Linked DNA regions of Mus musculus: regions 1, 3 and 4 are each linked to region 2. Evidence: chromatin contacts called from public HiCAR-type and promoter capture Hi-C data. All regions are on one chromosome and are shown on one strand. Each heading gives the region's core, a stretch centred on a gene start, on an enhancer-like site or on the middle of the called end of the contact. The rest is flanking DNA. Distances are from core to core; before and after follow the strand shown.

Evidence for each region. Promoter capture Hi-C pulls out the DNA fragments that hold promoters and counts their contacts. HiCAR-type assays count read pairs that join an accessible place to other places. Capture Hi-C pulls out chosen DNA fragments and counts their contacts.
Region 1: a HiCAR-type map of astrocytes shows a contact between it and region 2, with 3 times the contacts expected there. The contact joins the promoter of Tnik here to the promoter of Mynn in region 2. A contact is called at or near these places in 1 of 39 promoter capture datasets (frontonasal cranial neural crest) and 2 of 115 datasets of contacts at active chromatin or transcription factors (astrocytes and thymic regulatory T cells).
Region 3: a contact with region 2 is called in a promoter capture Hi-C map of liver, with 5 times the contacts expected there. The contact joins the promoter of Gnb4 here to the promoter of Mynn in region 2. A contact is called at or near these places in 2 of 39 promoter capture datasets (the C10 cell line and pre-B cells), 2 of 115 datasets of contacts at active chromatin or transcription factors (astrocytes and double positive thymocytes) and 1 of 9 other capture datasets (liver).
Region 4: a contact with region 2 is called in a promoter capture Hi-C map of pre-B cells, with 3 times the contacts expected there. The contact joins the promoter of Fndc3b here to the promoter of Mynn in region 2. A contact is called at or near these places in 2 of 39 promoter capture datasets (hippocampal neurons and pre-B cells).

Annotation. Positions count from the first base shown.
Region 1 is chr3:28,260,820-28,267,108 of GRCm38.p6, reverse strand. It overlaps Tnik (TRAF2 and NCK interacting kinase), which reads right to left and starts at 3,895. Exons shown (of 33, transcript NM_026910.1): 1 at 3,410-3,895. The coding sequence starts at 3,466.
Region 2 is chr3:30,597,688-30,603,598 of GRCm38.p6, reverse strand. It overlaps Mynn (myoneurin), which reads right to left and starts at 1,512. Exons shown (of 8, transcript NM_030557.3): 1 at 904-1,512; 2 at 1-95. The coding sequence starts at 64. It overlaps n-TVaac8 (a tRNA gene), which reads right to left and starts at 2,329; the gene lies at 2,257-2,329. Actrt3 (actin related protein T3) reads left to right here and starts at 3,729. Exons shown (of 2, transcript NM_029690.2): 1 at 3,729-3,943; 2 at 4,850-5,911. The coding sequence starts at 3,750. The coding sequence ends at 5,765.
Region 3 is chr3:32,613,414-32,619,830 of GRCm38.p6, reverse strand. Gnb4 (guanine nucleotide binding protein (G protein), beta 4) reads left to right here and starts at 3,241. Exons shown (of 10, transcript NM_013531.5): 1 at 3,241-3,392. It overlaps Gm52622 (a long non-coding RNA gene), which reads right to left and starts at 3,220. Exons shown (of 2, transcript XR_003954599.1): 1 at 2,554-3,220; 2 at 1,347-2,428.
Region 4 is chr3:27,707,056-27,713,229 of GRCm38.p6, reverse strand. It overlaps Fndc3b (fibronectin type III domain containing 3B), which reads left to right and starts at 2,778. Exons shown (of 26, transcript NM_173182.3): 1 at 2,778-2,884.

The sequences.
Region 1 (6,289 bases), core at 2,646-5,145, 2.3 Mb after region 2:
CCGCTGTAATACTACATGTAATATCCGCAACTCCAGCAATTTTAAAAAGCATGCATGGACATCAGAAACCTCACACACGGAGGTATCTGAATAATGTGCATGTCTGGACGGACCCCTTGGGACATGTTCAGATGGAGAAGGGTTACTGAGAGAGGTTATCAGCGCAGGACACCATCTGTCCTATCTGATTTAGATGTCTATTTGACTTCGAAGAAGAGACTGAAAGAAGGCTAGGCAAGATACATTCCAAAGGTGCCAGATAGTTCTGGTCATTTGATTTGGTAAGTTCACTGTTTCTAGTAGGTTTTCCACTCTCAAGACAAAAAAATCCATGCCCCTGGTCAAATGATTAATTTCTCTTGCCCTCCCTACTAGCAGAAAACATCTCACTGACTTCATTTCCAGCTACAAATGATCAAATGATGTGTCTTAGAGAGCAGACTGAGGAGTCCGGAACCATATTCTTTCCTCTGGCTACTTTTATTTCCCCCTTGGCTGTGTGACCTTGGACAGCAAAGTTTACCTCTCTGGGTTTCAGCTTCCAGAGTGTCACACTACAGGAATGGGCCAGTGTTCTAAGATTCTTTTCCAGCTCTCATCTATAAAACCATCCCCTACCTAACATTCAAGACTTAGTTGAGCTTCATGAATCCTGCCATGAGGACTCATGGAATTCTGATTATTTCCTAATCATAAACCCCACTTCATTTTAGTCAAAAACAAAAACAAAAACAAAAACAAAACCACCACTACCACCACCACCACAACAACAAAATCCCACCCATATTTTGCATGGCTTAAATGACAGGGCTGGTACTGGTTGCTCTGGTTTGAATTATGCATTGTTCCAATTGGGGAGAATTTCAGACTAGGCCCAGTCTGGGATCACTGACTGAGAACAATAAGCCCCCAAAATCAGAAGGAGAAAGGCCTCTCTAGACAGGATCTGCTTTTAAACCACCAAGCCCAGGGCTTACAAAGAGCATTGATTGTATACATTAAAGAGCCACAGGGATGTCGAGGGGCTGACAGGGCTGCACCACTGACCTTGCCTGCAATTCAGGGTCAGGGTTTCCTCAGAAGGACTTCTCTGCAAGCTTAGGAACCAACCTCTCCAAATCTGGGAAGGCAGCCACCATCTACGCTTCCATTTGTGGGCATCACCTACTGGCCCTCGGAGACAAACGGACCTGCACACCTAGCCTACCACAAGACTGCCTGACGCTCCCAGGCCTGCTGAGTACAACTGTCTGCCCATCTGCATGTAAGTCTTCCAGCCAATAGCTCCCCCAGACACTGGGAGTAGCTGTTATCCTAGCTCTTTGCACACACCAGTGCAGGCAGAGAATTCATTGGGCTTCTTGGGTGACAAAGAGCAATCTCAGTAAATCATACAAAGATATCTGTTCCACATACACATAGCAGAGCCCGGGAGTTTCCTCAAGTATGCATCAAGGTGCTCTGTGCTTGGTATCTCAGAAAACCTTGCCCACAGGAGCTAGTCCCCTCCTCCCAGCCCCCCAACTTAAAAATCATATCAGGGAGAAGGATGCTAAGATTCCTGCTCAGCTATATCACAAGGCTGCCTCATTGTTCAGGCCTCCACCTCTTAGCCACTCCTCCTTCTCCAAGTCTGGTCCACCTGATTAACTCACACCATAGCAACTCCCAGACAGAAGTAGAGCACACACCATGGGTGAAGAGGAAGCCGCGCTTGTTTAAAGCACCCACTCTGCTCCCAACCCCCACACTTAGCTACTCACTGGTTCTGAATGTGGCCTTTGGGCACCAGAAAAACAGACAGCTTACTGTAATCATGCATGAATGAGCTTCTGCTGCCCCACTAGCACAACAGGCCGTTTCATAGGGCAGTCAGTCCTCAACCTTCGAGTTGTCTCTCTGAATTGTCACCTCTCTCTCTCTACCAAAAGATATGGGAAGGGGCAAGGATTCAAGGAGAGGGAAGAAAAGAGACTCGTGGAGCCTGAAGAAAAAGTATCACCTCCATCAGACAGGTATCTAGCCCCTTAAAATATTTGTAGAGAAATGTAAGGGCAGGAAGGCTTTAGTAGACACAGGTAAACGGCCTCAAGATTCTAGCATCAATCTAACAATGTGTTCCGGAGAACCACTGAACTTCCACCCCTACTGGCGGTGGGTGACATGAGATGAGACACCATCTCTTAGGTCTCACCTACCCTCCAGGCATCAAGCATATGCATTTGCTGTTTATTTTATTTTTAGTTCGGGAGAGGAAGAAACTAGTGGAACTGAGATTGGTGTCCAATCTTTCTCAGATGCCTGCTGCTGCCAAGGCCACCACCCCTCCTCACCCCCTTCCTGGCAGGCAGCATCTAATTAAAATGGCAAGAGCGCTCGGCCCCCTTCCCCGAAGGAGTGTGCTGGGATTAGAGGTGGGGGTGGGGAAGCGTCGAGGCTGCAATGGGATTCCTGGCAGTCTGATTTTCAAACAACAGCAAAATGGATTCTAGATCACTAAAGTCTTATTCAATACAATGGAACGACGTCTGAGGTGTTTCATTAGGTAAAGGCAAAGCGGCCGGGCTCGGGGAAGGGAATATGTTTTACAAAGGACTGTTCACAGACCTGGGACACACACACACACACACACACACACACACACACACACACACACACACACACACACAGGCACACAGGCACACAGGCACACACGCACACACAATCTCTCCAGGGAGTTCCGGTGTGGTGAGGAGAAGCGGTTAAGCTTCTCTTTCACCTGCTGAAGTTCAGCCATAAAACTGAAAGGTCACAGTCACCGAGGGAAGGAATAGGCAGGGCTGAGTTCAAACCACAGATAAAGGTGAGTGCACACTGGCATATAGGGAAGAGCTGAGCCGGAGCCCCAGCACCGGAGACAGAAGCCGGGAAGGGAGTCAGTTAGCACCTACAAGACCAGCCCAGAGCAGCAATTACTGCTCCATTGGAGCAGCAGGGTCCGCTGGTAGAGACAGCTAGCTCACGATGGCATCTTGCAGGTAGCTGGCAAACGTGAAGGGCCAGTGCCTTTCTTCTCCAAGAGAATCTTTTGCAGCAAGGAGCAGTCGGGTCTCGCGCCTTGGCACGAGACGGTTGCCCGGGTACACACACACACACACACACACACACACACACACACACACACACACACACCAGCCTTTCATGTAATGCTCTTACACCGATCGAAGATGAAACTGACAAGCTCTACCAGCTTCCTTGCGGAACCTCGGGAACAGCCTAGGAGCACAAGGGGAGCCCAGCCCCTGCTGTAGGGGTAGGGGCTCAGCCTAGAACCCCTCGGCTGCCCCGGAATTAGAACAGAAAGGCAGGGAACGTTCCCTCTTTCAGCCCTAGACCATTGGAAAAAAAGGAAAAAACACGTTCTGCTCACCCTCAGGGCGGAGAGATCGATTTCATCCAGGCTGCGAGCTGGGGAGTCGCTCGCCATGTCGACTCTTCGCGGGAGAAATGGACCAAAACCACCCCGAAGCGTCTTCCTTGGCAATTCCACCCCGGTCTATTTCGCTCGCGTCCTCATGCGGCTGTCCGCCAGAGAGGCCCGGGGCCCAGCCTCCCCCGCCCACCCGGGCCCCAGCAAGAGTCCGATCCCGATCTTCCGAGAGCGTCGATCCGCGGGATCCCGGAGCCCGACCTGCGCGGATCTCCAAGCCCGGAGCCGCGGTGCGTGTGGGCTGCGCGCCCTGATCGGCTAAGGGCGCTGGGGCTGCGTGGGTGTATTTAAATGGGACATGCTTCTTTGCTTGTGCGTGGATGGCGGCTGCATTGGCTGTTATAATGAGACATATCAACTCCTCCACTCAGCTGGGAGGTGGGGGTGGAGAACCACACAGAACTGTCTATCACCGCTTCCTGGGAGGAGTGGGGGGGGGGGGAGAGGCGTGGTCTCCGACTGGGGAGAGGCCGCGCTTCCTGACCGGGTCCCTCCGCCACTAGCCAGGGTGGGGGAGGGGTACGCACCCTTTCCGCCCCAGCTTTTGAGGGTTAATAGTGCTGAATCTAAACAGCCGTTTTTGAGCCTCTCTGTGCAGGAGCCTGAATGCTGAATATATATTTTTAATGTGTCCAATTTGTGCAGTGCACCAAAATGGCTCTTCGATCGTATCTTGGGGTTTCTTGACTGCGTTCAGATACTCTAATGGTGAAAAGGGTGGTGGGGAGAGGCAGCGGGAAAAGGCAGCAGCGTCCTCCCTCCCCCATTAATTATTTGTGGGGCTGGAGTAAAGGCGGGCCGGTGCAACCGGTGCATATAAGGACTTGTGCGCAGGGAAGGGGATCCGCCTCCCCGCGCAGAGCGAGTTGGGGAGAAGCTCACACGCGCCGAGCCGGCAGCCTGGCTTTGGTGCTGAGCAGTGGCCACAGGGTCACGGTCATTCGCGGCCACTGGGTTGCAGGAAGGCAGGCCCGAATCGTCTGTGGTTCTCTAGGCTGAGTAGGTTTGCTAGAAGCTGGAAATCCGAGAGATGTGAGCTCTGTCTGGATATCGCCACACCCAAGACCTGCGCGTGCCGCAATTCCCCACGGAAATGACCGAATTGAAAAGAGAAGCTTGCTCCCTGGGTGCAGTAGCTCGAAGGATTCAGGTGACTCCAAGGCCGACATTAATTGGGCAACATAGTACCTAACCCAGTGTTTCCTCCTTTGTAGCTTTTCCGCGGTGACCTACCTGGATTCATGGAGAAAGTTTGGCTCTAGGATAGTGAGCCCTGACCCGCGAGCTATTTGACTTCGCTCGCTTTTTCACTCAAGAGCTGGGTGTTTGCAGTGGTAACCCGTCATTCTTTATCAAAAGTGTAAAGTCACTTCCCCAACCCTCTCGCATCCTTGCCTGTCTCCTAGTTTGGCCACGCAAAATACGTCGGAAGAAAACATTTATAGTGAACTCTTCCCACTGGCTTCAACTCATCAATAGTTCTGAGTGTTCCTCTAGCATCTACTGAGATAAAAAGCTAAACATACTGGGGGGGGTTGATTTTTATTTGACTTTTTGTTTTGTTTTCTTTTGGGGGGAGTAGAGGTTCTTTTTGATTTATCTTATTGGTTGTTTGATTTGGTATGGTTATGAGACAGATCTTAAGTACTTAAAGGAAGTCTTCCCTTCACTGTGCAGCTGGGGATGGCCTTGAACTCCTCATTGTCCTGCAAATGACCCCCCCCCCCCCGCCCACCCAAGTACTCAGATTACACATGGACACCAACACTTGGGCTGTTGCCACTTCTTTTTAAAGTCATGAAGAATAAACTAATTATGAGCTTCAGAACAAGTTGAAAGAATGAATGAACGGACCAACACTAATGAAATTAGTGTTAGCTGGACTGTTTAGTCTTGGACTCATTGGGGTGGGTCATGTGCTCTCTAAACCATACCATGAAACTAGAATGCTGTTCCGAACCCACAAGCCTCCACGAAGGGACCAAGTAGAAGCCATCTTTTCCCTCCACCACACTTTTCCTTGTGTGTCATCATCATCTTCTCCTTCTCCTTCTTCTTCCCTTCTTCTTCTTCTTCTTCTTCTTCTTCTTCTTCTTCTTCTTCTTCTTCTTCTTCTTCTTCTTCTTCTTCTTCTTCTTCTTCTTCTTCCTCTCCTCCTCCTCCTCCTCCACCTCCTCCTCCTCCTCCTCCTTCTTATCTCACCCTTTCTCTAGACAACAGGTTAACATGTCTCAAGATGAAGCAAAATAATTTCAGATTAGGGTATTGAGATTCATACGCAGGGCTCCTTTAAAAGCTTCAGACTTGAAAATAGGAGATAAACATGCTCACAGAAAAGTACTACAGACTTAGGTGAAACCACAAAAAGGTCTTTTCCCCTAACTCTAATAGCACAAGACTCTACTTTGGGGTTTACAATAGGTTCAGACTAGTCCACTGCTGCTGAGGAAGCCCCACCTCAGACAGAAAGGATGGATATAGCTTCAAAGAGGGTTCAACACAGTGCACCCTGGGGAGGGAGGGAGGAGTGGGTAGAAAGCAGTGGCAGGCAAGGGTGGGAAATCTTAGGACCAGGAGAGGGCAGAGGGCAGATCAGGCAGAGTTCTGCATGCCCTATTCAGGAACATCAAACTCTCTTCTTTAGGCCAAGTACATTTCAGATTTCAGCTGTTCCAGCAGAAGTCTGATTTCTTTCCATCCTGCACTCTTATCAACAGTTTTTGCTTTGTGTTTAATTTAAAAGAAAACATAAGTCACTACTATAAAAAGAGGTCTAGACATACTAGGGCCCCAGTCCTTAGTAGGCACCAAGGACTTAGC
Region 2 (5,911 bases), core at 263-2,762:
ATCCCGCTTCCCGTTGCTTATTCAGTCTCTCTAAAAGGTGCTCACAGTGGTGTGAATACTGCATTTTGCTAGCAGAATGGGATTTCACCCTTGATCTAAAAAAGACAAGAAGAGACGGTGAACTGATAGCCGTAAGCTTTCATCAAACATTCACCCATGCAGCGGTAAGGGAGTGTGGGACAAAAGACTAAACCCAAAGAACACAGCTCTTCCTTTGCCTCCCAACCCCCAAAAGCCTCATCGAACACTCGTGGTGATTAAATGCTTTTCTTTGTTTTACTGCACTAGAACACTAATGCAATAAAAGGCAGTGAAAAAAACAAAAACAAAAACAACAACAACAAAAAAAAACATGTCACAGTTGTAAACAGGGCCGTAAAATCCTAAGCTTCTAGAGTTGACCCCTCAAACTTTTAAGCTCCAACAGGCATCTTTACCTGAAGGTGCTTAAACAAATAGACTAAGAAAAGCCTCCTTGAAACAGGATAAGAACACGATACGAGTTGTTCCCATTGCTCTCTGATCACTGAACCCTGTAAGCAGAGATGGTGAGGTTCCAAGCTCCAGGCAAGTGCAAGGGGGCGGGAACGCCCCGACCCGCTGTGTCAAAGGTTCCATCACTCTCCGGAGGAGGACACACCCCTTGCCTGCCCGCTGCTTGCTTGGCAGCGGCGGAGGGCGACAGTCCTAGCCAGTCCCCGGCCACCGCTGCCTTGCACTCCCAGCTTGCACTCCCGCGAGTTCCCACGGCACCGGCCATGACTACATATACCGCGGACGCTGCCTCTGCCTAGACACCCTCCTCCGCCCCGAATCGCGCTCGATCTCCGAGGCGCCGGACCACATAAGACCCCGGGATCCCAGAACGCAGGGACGACAGGCCAGACAGAGGGCGGCACTCACCCGTAGCCGCCCAAGGGAAACAGTTTCTTCACTCTCTCACCGCCATCTTGGGAGGACGTCACTGCGACGCTCCGCCTCTCCCTTCCTCCTCTGCGATAGCGTCACGTCCGGGTGTGTGGTCCATTGGGGACACCGGAGATAGGACGCTAAAAGTCTACTAGGGCCGGCGAGCTGGGTCTCAGAGCCCTGACTTCCCGGCATGCCCAGGTCTCCGGATCACACCTCCTTGCTCACTCGCATCCGGTGCGAGCTGCTCACCTTGTCAGCCCGCAGCTGTCGGCCCAGATTCTGGATGGAGACCGGGCTTGAGTGCAGAGCCGGCCTCTCCGGGAACCGCGCTGCGCGCTGCATGCTGGGAGTTGTAGTTCTTTTCCTCGCCTGTCATCCTGTCTTCATTAGCGCCCCTCCAGTGGAGATGACTGTGTTGTGCACCCTGGTTCTTGACCGGGGCGAGTGGGAGGGATATGCTTAAGTCGAGACCAATCACTCCTTCCTCTTTTGCATATCCGAAAGCTCTTGGGACCCCCAGAATTCTGTTTGAACCGGCTCACCAAAGCTCATCTACCAGAATGCCCTTACCTGGCAACAGAGATGAGATGTTCGAAAGCAAAGCAAAGCAGCAGGGCACACTGGGCATGCGCAACGTGGGAGGAAGGTGGGCTTTCTACCGGAAAAGGTTTTCCTACGTCTGAACCAGAATAATTTTAGCACAGTTATTTACCTCGAAATCAGAGTTAGTGCAGTAAAGGGAGAAGAGCAAAGTTAAGTTTTGATGTGTTCTTCCCTAGAACCTGCGGACGTCATAAATCTTAAAAAGCACAACTGAAACGTTTGTTGGTATAAGTTACGTTTATGCTTTTTAAGGAATTTACCTGTGACTTTATTTAAAAGACAGTCTCAAAAACTCTGAGAGTTTTTTCCATACCGGAATCTTTTTGCTTATATCTCTGTGAAGAATTTGTGAATAAAACCACGAGTCGTTTTTATAAGAAAAATGTTGAGGCTACTTTTTTATATGTCTGAGTATAAATTTCTTTTTAATTTCATCTTTTTGTCAAACCCTTTCGATAATGTGTTAATTCTGAAATATTTAGTGAAGTTGACATATAAATTAAGAACAAAATTTAGCCTGACAGGAGGGGGGGGAAATGGAATCTCGAGGGGAGAAAACTGAATACAGACATGCTTCAGAGGCTAGAGATTGGGAGAATGCCTTCTAGAATCAGTAGCTACCTACTTCATCAGCCCTTTTTGTTGCTGCTCTCGTCTGTGTGTTGGGGCGTTTGTTATCAACATTAAAACAGCTGATTCAAGGTCGTTTCTTTAATGGGCGGGTTACCGTTTTAAAAGATATGTTTCCGCCCGGTTTCGAACCGGGGACCTTTCGCGTGTTAGGCGAACGTGATAACCACTACACTACGGAAACTTGGTTGCACTGGTGTGTTGAAATGTTCTTCTTATGTGATGTCGTCATATACGTTTCACACCTGTTTAAGGTTTATGCATTTTTCAATGAGGAGAGAGAAAAAATATTAACAAAGCACAGTTAACTTAACAGGCTGAGACTATTTAAAAGTTTGAACTTGTTTGCAATTTCTTTTTCTCCCTTCCTTCCTTTCATTCATTCTGTCTTTTTCTTGTTTTGCTAAGCCCGGCGGGTACACCACTAGAGACCAGCAGGCACACTTAGTTCCTGGCCGAATTTCATTTTTTTTCTCATTTTAGACAGGTTATGCTTTCCTCCAGCTGGGAAGCAGCGGCGCGCTGTAGCCAGGGCCTGTGATTTGGCGCAGTACAGTGCTTTGGCGGGTTTTGGTGGAAGCACGTGTAAATTACCCTTTTCCCCATCCTGCTTCGAAACCAAAGCTTCTATTTGTGTGCTGTTTTAAAGCCCCTAAAGGATGCGCGAAACCAGACACCAAGACGTTCATTTTTTGCTGCGCAGTGTACTTTCTTTTTCTGAACTGAACTTCATAATGATCTAAGGCATTTATATTCTTACCAAATGGCAGACATGTTCTTATTCCTAAAACATCAACCTCAGGAAATGAAAATTAGCTTCGGAGGACCTAGAGATATAATCCAGAAGATGAAGAAAAGGATGAAATAAGGGGGGAAGGAGGGGGGGGAAGAGGGAGGGAGGGAGGGAGGGAGGGAGGGAGAGAGAGAGAGAGAGAGAGAGAGAGAGAGAGAGAGAGAGAAATGAACGGAGAAAAGAAAAGGGGAAGGAGGGGAGCCGAGCATCCCAGAACTCAGAGCCTGAAGAGGGGAATTCCGCTGAGTTCGAGGGCAGCCTGTGCTAAAATGCACCATCTTACAAAACCCAAAAGGTTTTGCCTTTTTGTGTATATCTTTAGAAAGGACAGGAAAGATGTAACGTTGTTTACTTTACTATACAGAACATAAACTCGTTTCACACCCCAGCACTCCCTGAAATTGATCCTTACAGAAGCCAGGCAGAGCCTTCCTGTAGCGATATTTCCAAGGCCGGTGTTAAGGGTCTTCCTCCAGCTTCCCACTCGCCCTGGAACACTACTGTTAACCACAGTGCAAGGACTTAAGAGAATTTTTTTTTAATAGACATTCAGCGTGTTTGAGAAAGGTTCTTGCAAATTGTTAGATTTCTATGTTTTGCAAGGGTAGCCCGGTTTTCTGGTATTAATGCTGAGAGCTTCCAGGAGCAGCGGTGATGCTCAACCCATGGAAAGCGGTCGCAGGAGGCACCTCACTCATGTCATGCGGGCCAGCAGATGGCCGGGTCCTCTGTGACGCGACATTACCAACACCTGTCACCGCACAGCCTGGGAAGAGCGGTCTGGAGGCGCAGATGCAGCAGCACCAGCGGCATGAGCGGCTACCAGCCACCAGTGGTGATCGACAACGGCTCGGGAATGATCAAGGCGGGCCTGGCTGGGACCCGGGAGCCCCAGTTTGTCTACCCGAATATTCTGGGCCGGTCCAAGGGCCATACGGCGGACAGCAGGCAGGAGCTGTGTGTGGGTGATCAAGCGCAGGAGCGCAGGAGCTTCCTATCCATCAGGTACTGCGGGACTCTGCAGTCTTGGGGGCTTTGTGGAAGTGGGTGGAGAGCCCATAGCTAAAGCCACCCCGAAAGGACCAGGGAAGGAACCCCAAGGCCACTCCTTACAAAAAACAAAAACAAAAACCCAAAACAAACAAACAAACAAAAACTTCTGTTCTCTATACACAAATATATTCAAGCATACAGTGGCCGTTCATGCTAGATGTGCCTGCGTAAGAATGTGGCTTGACGTGTGACTTTTGTCATGCGGTGTGGTCTCTTGAACTATTTACAATTATACCAGAATGTGGGAAGTTTCCAACTTTTTGAAGTCACATTCTCCAAAGAAGAGAAAAAAATAGCCAAGCAAAATGACTGCAGAGAAAAGTAGCTGTGCTGTTTACTGGAAGTTACTTTGTCAATTACAGAAAACAATAATGATAAATAGTCCCCTTGGATGCAAAGGAACAGAAAGGTAGAATTAACAGTTTCTATTTAAGAATGGTAGCCTTCACCTTCAATCGGGTAAAGGCAGGGGAGTCTGTGCATTCCAAGCCATCTTGGTTTGCATACTGAGTTTGTTTTATTTGTCTGTCTGTCTGTCTGTCTGTCTGTCTGTCTGTCTGTTTATTTGATGTAGAGTTTCTCTGTGTAACCCTGGCTATCCTAAAACTAGTTCTATTGTTTGGACTGGCCTGAAATCGTAGATCTGCCTGTCTCTGCCTCCTGAGTGCTGGAGGCAAGTGTCATGGGTTCTAAGCTAGCCAGCACAACATAATGAGATTCTGTCTCAAAACAAGAACTATCAAATAATAATAATAATAGTAATAGTAATAATAATAATAATTTAAGCCAAATCTAAAACCACCATTAGCAACAACCATAAAAGCACAAGACTTATATATTTTATTGTCCTCCCTCCAGCTATCCAGTGGAACGGGGTCTCATTTCCTCCTGGGGGGACATGGAGATCATGTGGAAGCATATCTATGACTACAACCTGAACCTGAACGCCAGTGATGGCCCGGTCTTGGTTACAGAACCTGCGCTGAATCCACTGGCAGACCGGCAACACATCTCCGAAGTGTTTTTTGAGAATCTGGGAGTCCCTGCCTTCTACATGTCCGCCCAGGCGGTGTTGGCTCTCTTCGCTGCTGGCTTTACTACTGGCCTGGTGCTGAATTCAGGAGCTGGGATTACTCAGTGTGTGCCCATCTTTGAGGGTTACTGCCTATCTCATGGTGTAAAACAGCTAAATGTGGCAGGATCTGACCTCACCAGCTACCTCATGATGTTGTTGAAGGGTGATGGTATCATGCTGCTTAGAACCGGGGACAGGAAGGTTGTTACAGACATTAAAGAGAATGCTTGTTATGTGGCGATGAACTATGAAGATGAAATGACCAAGGACTCTAACCTAGAGAAAATATACACCCTGCCTGATGGAAAGACTGTCAAACTCCATAAGCAGTTATTTCATTGCCCAGAGGCCCTCTTTTCTCCATATCTTGTGAATGTTGATGCTCCGGGCATCGACAAGATGTGCTTCGGCAGCATAATGAAATGTGATACAGATCTCAGGAACTCCTTCTTCTCCAATATCATCCTTTCGGGAGGATCAACGTCTTTTCCTGGTTTAGATAAGCGACTCATTAAGGATGTGGCAAAGCTGGCACCTGCCAATACTGCCGTACAGGTTATAGCTCCCCCGGAAAGGAAAATATCAGTGTGGATGGGGGGTTCTATTCTTGCCTCCTTGTCTGCCTTCCAAGACATGTGGATCACGGCTGCAGAATTTGAAGAAGTTGGACCCAACATTGTACACCAGAGATGCTTTTGAAATGCAGACAGAATGAAAAATAAGAATGCTTTGAGTGTACATAACAAAATGCTTTGGGTGTTCTTATTTGGGGAGGGTGAAAAGCATTTCTGTTATTGGGATGGGCCACTTTCTTTGTAAAAATGTTTTTGGTAGTTCTGGGAATT
Region 3 (6,417 bases), core at 1,992-4,491, 2.0 Mb before region 2:
AAGAACAGGTACCATGTGCCTGCACACTTCTACTCCCTGTCCCACGACTGTGGCAGACATCATTAGCCCAGTGTCGCACTCTCCTAAATTCTCTGAGATGCCTGAGGAAAATGCGTTTGAAATTGTTCTTGCTGAGTGCCTGAGGGAAGTGGCCCAGAAGATATGAGCAGTTTACAGCGGGAGTGTGTGTGTGTGTGTGTGTGTGTGTGTGTGTGTGTGTGTGAATACATGTGTGGATGCTGTGCCCTCAGAGGGCGGGAGAGTGCATTAGATAACCTGGACCTGGAGTTACAGGTGGTTGTGAGCCATCTGACATTTGGGCTGAAGACTGATGCTGGTACATAATTTGGCCTCACAATTGGAAACCATTCATCTCTGAAGGGGTCAGTATTGAAAACTCTCCACTTCGCTGGTTCTATCATTTGTAGCACACTTGGCAAAGTAACAACAACAACAAAAAAAATCGAGTGTCTCTAGAGTATGATCTGAAGGCAGAGATTACAAGCCTGTGGCACTGTAAATTCGAGGGCTCACTGGGAAGAGAATTCAAATGACACAATCAGGATCAAGGGCAGAAAGTCTCTGAACTGGACCAAAAGGGACACAGATCTCTCTATAAGGAACTGTCACTGAACCCCTATGAAGCCAATTCCTTTTTTCTGAGCATGACTCTGAGAAGTTCTGAGCAGGTCAGGACTGAAAACAAAACAAGCAAGTGTGTCTTCCTGTCTTTGTCCTTGGAGTAGCAGCAAGCCCTCCTGGCGAACACCATCCTGAAGACGAGGGCAGAAGACACCTGCACCCTGGCACTCCCTCTCTGAGGCGCCCCTTATGTTCCGTTAATAAAGCAGACTTTGAGAGCATGGACTCAGTGAGTTAGTGGCCTAGATGCAGCCGTGGATCGTCATGCACAGTCCTGAGGGGCGATCCTCCACACAGCCAGAACCGTCAACGATGAGCTCTGTGTGTGTGAGAGTGCGTATGTGTGTGAGTGTGGTGCGTATGTGTACGTGTATGTGTGTATACTTGTGTGTACATGTGTCTCTGTGTGTTCCTGTGTATCTCCTTGGCGAGTTTCTCTCCACCAAATTCCCAGTCCTCTCTCTCTCTCTCTCTCTCTCTCTCTCTCTCTCTCTCTCTCTCTCTCCCTCCCTCCCTCCCTTCCTCCCTCCTCCCTTCCCCTCTCTCCTCTCTTTTCTTTACCCCCATCCTCCACAGATCTCCTTATTCTTGGAAACACCAGGAGCTGTGAGAGTCCATCCACACACTTTGTTACTCTTGGGATGCTGCTCTGAGCAATGAAAATCTCACTGACTCTGCTTTCCAACACACAGTACACAGGCTTGTTCTTTAAAAGTAGGGGTTCTTTTTAGAAAACTAAGAGACAGGCAACAAAACAAATACAATATGATATAATATGAAGTGGGTTTTTTTGGGTGATGAATACTTTTTACTTCTTTTAAGTATTTGGACTATTCAGCCAGGATTTCTGTCCGCATCAAATTTTCACAGATCATCAAAGACCATCAATCTTTTCGGGCTCTGCAGTTCATGTTTTGGAGCTATGGATGTCTGCTTCCCCGATCATCTCCAGAATAGATTCAGTACCCCAGGGCTTTCCACTAAGTTTCCCCAGGTGCTTGTCTTTCAATATACAGTTGACAGTAGAGTATTTCTCAGAATCCTGCCATATGGGACATGCTTGTGCACAGGATTATGAGGGAGGAAATCACAACAAAGGAAAATAAGTATCTGAGTTGGTCTAGTCAGGTGCCATGTTATGTGACTTCATGAAACAAGCAGAATCCTAGTGGGCCTCAGTTTGCTAGTCTGTGAAATGGGGATAAATGACAGAGGCAGGCTGAGGCAGGGAGCCTTAGAAATGCATGTCCTCCCTAAGTACCGGCTTCCCCTTGTCTCCAACCTTCTAGTTTAGGACTTATTACTGAAAGATGCCATCAAAAATTAGACCACTCCGGCTGCAACCTACCATCCTGACTCTTTGACGTGTAAGTCTGGTACTTCTTCATTTTCTTCTAGTATTTAATTAGGGAAAGCAAAACTTTGGGGAGAAACCACTTCATCATCCTGGTATCTTGGTGTTTTCACATCTGTGGTGGGGTGGCTTTTACACAGAGCAGATCTTCTCCCCAGTCACATTCAGACTGCTGTTTGGCCTCCTTGCCGGTAGGTATGAGTGGCTTTTATTCCAGGTTGATATGGAGCAGCTGATAAGGAAGAATGGAAGGCCGCGGGGGTGCCAAGCTCTCCTGATATTCTTTAAACCCTTCTACAGCTCTGCAAGCCTCTTTTACCCAGCTCTGTTTCTTTAAATTGTTTGACGTCAGAAAGAGAATGCTATAGCAACCGTCTGTCAAAGTGGAATTAACTCCGAAGAAAGATGGGGGTGGGGAGAGGAGCAATGCCCCTGCAGAAGAAACAAATTGGAGGGAGACATTTAGTTTATAACATGTTCAGTATAAAACGCCGGAGAAATGCGAACAAAGTCGCTTGAGATGCACTGAGGTGCACTAGTGTTTAAAGAGCAGAGACCTGGCAGGGTGCTGGGAGAAGGCCTTCCAGTCATCAGTGACCACAGAGTAACTTCCGAGAGCTGACAGTCAAGAGGGCAGGCTCTGTGCGAGCATAGGTTTGTTCAGGAATGTTTACAGCACGTTCTGGTGTTGGGGGTGGGGAGGAGGGCAGTATCACTAGCTTCGTGTTCCCAGTGAACCTCGGGCATCCACCGACGGCTGCTTGGCTGGATTGACTTCAGATTTTAGAGCCCAGTAATTGCAGACTGCATCTGTGGCTCTCCTGGCTCAACCCTGCAGCCCGCCAGAGCAGAGCAGCCTAGGCCAGGCCCAGGCGTGAAGAAGTCAGGCACTCAGCTTAGACGGCGCGTCCAGGGGCACACTGATAAATCGAAACTGCAGGGGATGCGCTTTCCGCTTCCCAAAGCCGCAGAAGCTGCACGCCTTGCCAGCGCCCACCCCCTGCACCCTGGCCCAGGCCACGCGCGCGCCCCCGCCAGCCCCCTCCCCAACACACACGCACCCTGGCCCTGCATGCGCCAATCAGCCTCCACCCAGGCCAAGCGCGTTCTGGGTTCCCCGAGCCCCTGCAAGCGCCCCCCGCCCCGACCGCGCTCGCTCCCGCCAGCCCCGACCCGAGCCACGCGCGCCGCTCTCTCGGCGCGTTCCCAGACCCTCTCCCCGGCCTCGCGCGCCCCCGCCCCCGCCCCCGCCCAGCGCGCCGCGCCCGGGTCCCCGCCCCGTCCGGCGTGCAGGGCTCTGGGTGTGGTCGCCGTCTTGTGTGGTGGAGCCAGCTAGCGGTTCGCGACCCGCAGCCGGGCGCCCAGCAGTAGCGCGGTGGTGGCGGCCGGGCTCCAGGTAGGTGGCGAGCGCAGGCGGCGGGCGTCAGGGCTCCGTGTGGACGCGGGTGGCGGGCGCTGGGCTCCGTGTGGACGCGGGCGGCCGGGCGCGGGGCTCCGTGTGGACGCGGGCTCCCCTGCGCTCTGCGAGGCCCGGGACGGCCGGAGGGTGCGTCCACCCGGGAGTCTAGAGGACGGTAGCTGCAGAGAATGCCCCCCCCCCCAACACACACACACACACACACACACACACACACACACACACACACACACACACACAGCCTCCCGCCATCTCCACCAAGTTCTCCACGGGCTGCTGGAGCCTCAGGTTGTTGTTTTTGGACTGATACTATGTCCCCAAAGCTTGGTTATTTTTAAGGTGGGTGATAACGGATTTTGGATATTTGCAAGTTTAGAACTAGAGAAAGCGGTTATTTTTTCTCGTCTTCTCCCCGCATCTCTTTCTGCGTTTTCAAAGTTGAGAGAAGGCTGACAGTGGTGGGTGATTTTGTTTTCTCTACTCCTTTCCCATCCACCCCCCCCCCAAAAAAAGGTGAGTATTATAACCTGCTGTAGACCCGCGCCCTACTAGGGAGTTGCCTTAAGACAGAATTGTAATTATTAGTCCCTTTCAATATCGCGAACTCGGACGGTGGTGACCTTTTATATATTTCAGCTTATCAGGATGTGATGGCTGGCATGCTAATGTGAGAGGGAGAGAGGTTGTCTTTTACAGGGGTCTGACCAAACTGTATATCTGGTCTTTGCCAGCATTCATTGCTGATTCTGAAAGTTTACTGTATATTTTAATATTTTGATTAAGAGCACTTAAGGAGTCTTTTGCTTTTGCATTTGGGTTTGCTGGTGAATTTGAAACCGAAATAGAAACTTTAAAAATATCATTTAATAAATATTGCCAGACCTCTTGTCTACACGTTATTAGACCATGACGCTGATTCTTCGTGCTGTGGTTTGCTTAACTGCATGCCTTAAGCCTATGAGCAATACACAGGAAGCAGTTCTGAGTTGCTGGTCTTTTATGAATAAACATTTCAGCGTGTGTTTTTACTCCTTAAAAATAGATCCTGAAATAGATCCTGGGACAATTTCAAAACTAAGAGTGGTATCTAAGTTGGGCTTTTTTTTTTTTTTTTTTTTTTTTCCCCATCACCAAATATTGTCGGAGAGTGAGTGAATTCTCTGATTTCTTTCAGGTGTGTTATTTAAGTTTGGTGGTTTGGCTATTCCTTTCTTTGCCTTGCTGGCTAGTTTAATCAGATTTATTAAAGGAATTGTTTACTGAAGCTCTGTCCTCTCATCAGGGGCAGTGAGCTATTCTGTTCTGTCATCTCTGGGTCACTCCTCAAAGGACACATTATACCTTCCACAGGCAAGGCGATGTTAAATGACTCACTGTGGCCTTGTAACTGTTAACTCAAGTTGGAGTCAGGACAAGATCCCTCTGTCCGCAGAGTGCATGCTTTTCCTGCAGAACACATTCAGTTAGTCCTAGGTCCTGGGAAGGACCCTCAGCCATCACTGATGTACACATAAAATTTCCTTGACATGTCAGAAACCTGTGCTGGTTTCTCTGCTGTGATTGGTGCCATTTACTGGTGTTACTCTGTATAGCCACCCATCAGCCATTCTGTTCCTGGCATCCCTGGGGTCAGTGACCCTTTTCCTGAGGTACAGTTACTCTATTGGCATTAAACTGGTGGTGGCTCCTACAAACTAATACCCCTATTTTGACATGGGCTCCAGAGAAACAACTACCACCACTTTGGGAGGATGGAAGCAGGGTAGCAAGCAACTCCAGGTGTTGTGGAGTTTCAGCTCCAGCAGATGAGGCAGGAGGGTGTTGTTGAAAGGGGTTCTAACCTGGGCTACAAGGAAGCCCCTGTCTCCCAACAACAACCTGCTTTATAACGTGGGAATTCTTTGATATCCTTTATGTGTTAAGCCAGATGTTCTCACAGCTGCTTCCTGTACTACCACCCCCTTACCCTGAAGCTTCTGTGTCTGGTTCTGTGGCTCCCTTACGTTGTTGTGTAAATATGGTGGTGTATCTACTGAAAACACACTTTTCTCAATGTGGTGTTCTACCTCAGTTACTGTCCTATGTCTTTCTGTCTGTCTTTCATTTTTTTCTTTCTTTTTTTTTCTCTTCTCTCTCTCTCTCTCTCTCTCTCTCTCTCTCTCTCTCTCTCTCTCTCTCTCTCTTTGTTTGTTTCGTTTTGAGACAGGGTTTCTCTGTGTAGTTTTAGCTATCCTGGAACTCCATCTATAGACCAAGCTGGTCTGGAAACCACAGAAATCTGTCTGCTTCTGCCTGCTTTCAGAGTTCTGGGATTAAAGGTATGTGGTCACCACTGCCTAGTTTTTATTAAAGTCATTTTAAATTACTCGTGTTTCTGGGCACCTTAGTGCCAGTGCCTGAAGAGGCAGTGGCTTCAGATCCCTCTGAAGGTAGGGTCATTAAGGGTCTTTGCGAGGCACTTGTTTCTTCTTCAAGAGCAGTATGCTCTTGTAACAGCTGAGCATCTAAGCTCTTTAAGCTTTACCACCTAATTTTGATCTTCATTGAGAAAGGCTGATCTTGCTTGTCAACTGGATGTGAACCTTGGCAGAGGAACCTGAAGAATTGCTTCCATCAGATTGGTCTTTGGGCATGTCTGTGTGGCATTTTCTCCATTGCCAATTGATGGGCTATGTAAGAAAGGTAGCTGAAAGTGAGCCTGGGAGCGAGCCAGTGACCCTCTGTGGTTTTCCCTTCAGTTCTAGCTTGAGCTCCTGCCCCCGCCCTCCCTCCGTGAGGACTGTAACCTGGAAGTGCAAGCCAAATCAATCCTTTCCTCCCCAGGTTGCTTTGGGTCAGTGTTTTAGCATAACAACAGAAAAGCAAGCTGGGGTAGCTCATTAAAAAACATAAAAGCAAAAGCCCTTGTATTACATTTTTATTGAGTGTGTGCATCTGTACAGGTGTGCATTCATGTGTGAGCAGATGCAAACCTGTGGCTGTCACAGGACAGTCTTTTCTCTCC
Region 4 (6,174 bases), core at 1,529-4,028, 2.9 Mb after region 2:
ATACTGACAGGCATTTTGAAGTTAGTGCACCCTGTATGCATTGACTCTTTCTGAGAGCTGAGACTTGAGACTAGCCCCTATCTTCATCTGGCCTTGGTCTGACCTCTCTTAGCTTCCAGATGGGTTACTAGGAAGGTGTCACCACACCTGTCCACAGTGACTCTTTCGAAGAAAGAAATCCAGTAGATCTGTTGGGAGAAATAGGCAGAGATGTCTGTCCTCCTGTCTATCTTGTCTCCTCTGATCATTGCTTTGCTTGTCAGTCCCTAGATTTAACCTTTCTCCCACTGAAGTTTGCACATTTATCTAGTCCTTCCAGCTTCCCCAGTGCTTTACAATCAATATAGTCATGGCGGGGGGAGGCTCTGTAATCAAAGGACAGTTCTAGGTTGATATAGAGAAAAAGAAGTGAACACCATTCGGCCAAGTGGAAGAGACAAAGGACAGCTTCCAAGCAACATGAGAACGGAAAATAATTAAGGAGAAAACAGCTACGGGCTGGAGGCTGGGAGGGGCCGAGTTGGGATGAGTAAGATGACATTGGACAGAGAGGAGGAAGAAGGCATGCACAAGGGTCAGGAGTGCCTCTGAGAGCTCCGGGAGCTAAACTAGGCTGAAGGGCTTGGCTAGGGGAAGATGGAGAGGCATTGGTCCAAACTCAGACTGCATGGCTAGATCTTGAAGCAAGGGAGCTGAGCTCTGTGGGCATTGGGGAACCCACTGCTTTGAAAGCATGTTTCCTTCCCAGATAGGGCTAAGATCTAAGATTAGAGTTGTATTTTAGAACGATGGGTACAAGAGCCCTTTGGGGACATTGACATGAAAAGTGTCACTGAGGAGAGAGGGTTCAGCTTGGCTGCACTCACTATCTTAAAAATAAAAGAGAATTGTAAATCCCATGAGGAAAAGAACTGTTTGTTAGGGTTCATATGTTTGCTTGGGTTTTAATAAAGTAGTATTTCCTGTTTTTATGTACAACAAGAGTGACAGAACCCTTTTGGTCTTTGTGGAACACTATAATAGTAGATGCTGGTGGAATTATTCAGAATAACTAAGTAACAGAGGAGGGTAAATTATTTGATCTAATATCCCTGCTTCTAGAAATTTTTTTTTTTTAATTTGCGGGCAGTATGGCACAACCCCTTAATCTTTGACAGAGCCTATGCAGCAGGAATATAGTATATATTTAATTCATACACAATCGATAGCTAGTAGATCCTTTTGCATTTGACACATACAATCCAGATAAATGACAAGAAACAGTCTTTAGGGGCAACAAGATAGCTCAGTGTGTAAAGACACTTGCCCACCGTGTCTGACAACCAGAGTTGGAGTCCCAGAACCCGTGTAAGGTAGACAGGACTTTTAAGTTTCTAAAACTCACACAAAAACCATGGCATGTGTATACCTGAGGTCACACACACATTCATTTTTACAATAGAAATAAAGTATGCCCAAACTAAATATTAATAAAAACTAGAAGGAACTGTCTTTAGTCTTTCGAGTAAAGATGTCTAGCCGGAACTGAAAGGGACAATAGACATTTAAATTTTGGTATCATAAAATTTGCTTATGCAAAATGCTGTGGGAAGTTAAAAGAATAAAAAAAAAATCACTGAAAGATTCTTCTGGGAATTACAATTGGAAAAGGAAATATGTGTTATAAGTGAAAAATAACAAGTCAGCTTTAGTAATTACTGAGCAAATACTGCATTTGCAGTGATGATTCCAGAATCTCATTCAGAGTCTCCCAGTTCTCTTCAGCTCAGACAAGAGAAGCCCCGCTGTGTGTAGCCTGGCTTGGCTTATGGTAAAGGGAGGCCTCGCCGAGCTACCGCGAGCTTGCTCTTGTAGTTGCGCGTGTACTGGGAGGCTTACGGCAGTGGGCGGGGCCCGAATCCCCATGTGGTCCCGACATCATTGACATGGCGGAATCCCCCATCAAACCCTCCTGGTAGTTATTTGAGCAGCGGCGGCGGCCGGAGGAGGCGGCGGAGAGCAGCGGCGGGAGCGGCGCAGGGGACGGCGGGGATCCCGCGGGCGGCTGGCTGGGACGGCGTGGGCGACCCGGATTGCGGGCACCCGGAGCCCCGTTTCAGCCTGAGGGGAGGTAAGGCGTGCGGGAGCGGCGGCGGGCTGCCGGGGGACGTGCCACCCACAGTCGCTCTCGGGTCCCTGCGCTTCGGAGCCCGGCCGGACTCCGAGTCTGCACGAGTGCGCTCCCGGCCCCGGAGCACTCGGGGATGCCCGAGGAAAACTTGGCTGCCGAGTCCCGGTCGCGCCCCGACCGCTCGGCTGCCCGAAGCTCCCGGCCGGGTAGGGGGCGACCCCTCCAGCCCCCGCTCGCTCGGGAAGAAAGCGGAGGATGCGGGGCTCGCAGTTCCCCTCCTCCCCGGGCCGTCGCTCCGAGGAATCCGCTCCCCCGCCCAGATCCCCGCGGCAGGACCGCTGCCTGGGAGGGGGAGGGCGCGCGGCCAGGCCGAGGAATCTTCGACGTGTCACTTTGGGAGGCTGTAGATTTCCATATGGTGGAGGGAGGAGGGCGTGCGTGCGCGCAGAGCTGGGATTCGGGGCTGCCTTGGCCCCCTTGGGGGTGCCGGGCTGTGACCCGGGACCCGGGATGCTCGCGGGGAGGGTCCCTGGGCGACCGGTCGCCCCCGCCCCCGCCGGGGCCTCTTGGGGACACTCCCCGCCCGCCTCTGGCCACCTCTGCGCGCCACGTCCTCCCTCCCCGTCCTGCCCCCTGGGCTCCCCCCGGGCTGGGGGCGGGAACCGGCGGCCGCGGCTGGACTCGGCGAGCCAGGCGGCTGCAGGCTCGGGCGGGGGAGCGGGGCGCGGCGGGAAGCAGAGGACGACCCGGTGCGTGTGGGCCAGCGGAGCGCGGGTCAGTCGGTCAGGCTCGAGGGGCGCCCCTGCCGGGGGTGGGGCGGCCGGGAGACCCAGCGGGTGGAATCCGCGCCCCGAGGCGGCGGGCGGGCTGGGCGGGCCGCGGGGACCGTCTGGTTCGGATGGCAGGCAGGAACGAGCTGCCGTGGGAAGGGCCTGTCAGTCCTCGCGGAAAGCGGGGCCCGGGGCCCGGGGCCGTGACCGCCTAGCGTCCCCAGCGCCCGGCCTGGGGAGCCTGGGGGACTCTGCGAGCGTCCCGGGAGACCTGGCTGGGCCGCCGGGCGGCGCCGCTGGCCGGGCGCCTTCCCGGAGAGAACGGCTGGGGTTGGAGATTTTTCGAATCTCGGCTCCCACCCGGCGATCCCAGACGAAGGAAGCACTGGCATTTTATCCAGACAGTGCGGATTGCAGACTTCCTTAAAAGTTACAACTTTTTATTTTCTTTTCTCTCAGGCCCAGCGTTTTCTTTAAACAAAATGTAGAATTTGGCCGCGATGAGGCTGACGCTGGGGCCAAAAATGCACACGTTTATCTCCATCCCGGCTAGTCCCCCTCCCCCTCTTCCCTCCCAGGCTTAATCATATTTTGGAACTGGCGAGGGCTTTTGTTGGGTGGGCACCCTTGATTGCTTGTCTGTTTATTTTTTAATGTGCAACTAATTTGATTTGAATTTCCTCCAGTTTCCAGGCCTTACTAGGAGAAGCTAGGGGAGAGGGAATGTGCCATTTTTTTTTCTTTTTTTTATAAATGTGGCAAGAGGTGGGGCATTGGGAAAGGGGAGGCACCCTGGTTGTGGCAGAGAGTTAGTAGGAGCAGACAGACCCGGAAGAAAAGGAATCCATTCTGGAATAACATTCTTTTTTAAAACAACAACAAAACAGTACAAAAGAAAGTCAGGTTTTGAGCAAAATTTCACTGCTCTGTTCAGATTTGAGTGCGTGGCGCTCCCGCATCTCCAAGTATCGGCTGGGACCCTGGGAACTTGAGTTATGCCACACAGCGCATGCATGCATAGCAACTCTGACCTGGTTTTGTGACTGGTGTGGGGGCTGTTGGTTCGCTCCTCGTTGGAGGCTGACTGTGGATGCAGTAAAGACTGGGTTCAGTAAATTTCCTGGCTCCCTGGGAGCAGCTGTTGAAGAGGGTAAAGTCCCTGGACATGCTTCTGGCCAGGAGGGCCAACCGGAGTTCATGCTTACCGAGACGCGAGATACGCGGCAGCCTGGCTAAAAGTGAGGCCTCGTTGATTATTGTTTTAAAAAGTTGCTCTCTTAGTATTGTCCTTAAACTTGCATGTGCTTTTCAAGCATTTTATTTTGATGCTTATGAGAAAAAGCGTTTGTGTGACAAGATCGTGTTCCTTTAGCATCTGTTAGCACTGTCGAGATCTTGTAGGGTGGGGGCTGGTAGCATCTAATGACAGTATATACAGTTCCAGAAAGACATTTTGGTAATCTTTTAAGACCCTTTAAAAATAGCTGTGATCAGAGCCTGGGATGTTTGGAGGAGCCCGTCTTCTGTCTTCTGGGGCTTCTAAAGGAATGCAGAGCGTGAGCACCAGCACCTCTCCTGGTTGTTTGTTACACTGGCATTTGTGCCCGTTCTGCCCAACTCTTAAAATTCTCATGATCCACCCGGAAGGGTCACTCACACTTAATTGCTTGTAAGGAAAGTTTTTTTGGGCATTGTATTTTGAGACAGGCTTGGGCTGGCCTCTCCAAGCTTGACCTCCTGCCTCAGCCTCCTGGATGTTGGGTGACAGGTATGAACCACATGCCTGTTAGAGCTTGTACTAATAGTATATTCCTTCTTAGATAAACATGTTTTCTGCCTTTTATACATTACTCGATTAAGTTTTGAATATTTTGATTTCAGTTGTAGTAAATGTACGTTTTATAAACAAGGGCGTCTAAGTTCACAGAAATCAAGGTACCAGTAATTCAGAACATGGCTCAGTGGTTTCTCCAGGGATAGAATGGTTCTGTCTAGATTGTCCTCCTGTAGCCAGGAGGCACATGTAATCGAGCGTTTCAAATGTGGCTCCGTGACTCAAGAATTGTTGTTTGAATTTTCCTTTTTTCCAAATTATTTTAAACTTAAATTTGAAACATAGAACTTTTAGACTCCCAAGTCTATTGACCTTCAACTGAGCCATATTGCTTTTTGAATCACCAAGTTAAGTGTATTTCTTTACAATCAGAAGATGTTTTAAGTCTACTTTTTACACACACATACACACACACACACACACACACACACACACACACATTTGGGTTTGAGCCCATGGCCTTGTGTACACTGGAGGCACATATTCTACTACAGTGCTAGAGCCTCAGCTAGCTCTTGAATTCCTATTCTAAGTAGACTTTGAAGTCTGGGGTAGGTGTGCCTCAGTCTGCTTCTCCAAACAGAGTGGAAAGTTAGCTACTTACAGCTTAAGGTGCGCATTTGTCAGTCAGCACTGATGAGCAGACCTGTAGCTTAGAAGTTTAGTTGGAATAGGTATATGTAGGAATTGCTGGTAAAGGAGCTGATTTGTACAGCCATTTCAGTGTAATAAAGTAGCATAGCTGGGCATGGTGGCTTGCACCTATAATCCTGGCATCTAAGAGGCAGAGGTGGGAAGATCAAGAGATGCTAGCCTGGCTTACACTCCAGGTCAGTTTGTCTACTCGGTCTCCTTTCCCCCAAAAGTGTAAATATTAGAATGCAAGAAGAAAGGCATTCATAGAATTGGAAGAAACAAAAAATCACACCTCTGGCATCCACATCACCTGCTCATTTAGGCCTTCTTTTAAAGGGACTTTCTGAGGTTGTCTTTGTGGAGCTACAGCACTCTTCTGAAGAATTTAAGTAGTCTTGCTATCAAAATGTAAGATAAATTATCAAGCAGGGTGTAGTGGTTGTTGATACACGCCTTTAGTCCCAGCACTCAGGAGGCAGAGGCAAGTGGATCTCTGTAGGTTTGAGTTAAGCCTGGTCTACATAGGGAATTCCAGCCAAGAGCTGGGCATAGTATATATATATATATATATATATATATATATATATATATATATACATACATATATATATATATATATATATATATATATATATATATGCTGTATAGTGAGACATAGCGCCTCCCCAGTCAATTATCAAATGTTAGATTTAGTCACAAATTGTTCTAGACTAAACCAGCAGGAATGACCATTTGCAGTGAGCAAACACTTAGAAAAATTTTTGTGATAAGTGGATTTAATTAACATCAGCTGCACTTTTTGAGTTTCATTTGGTAACAGAAAT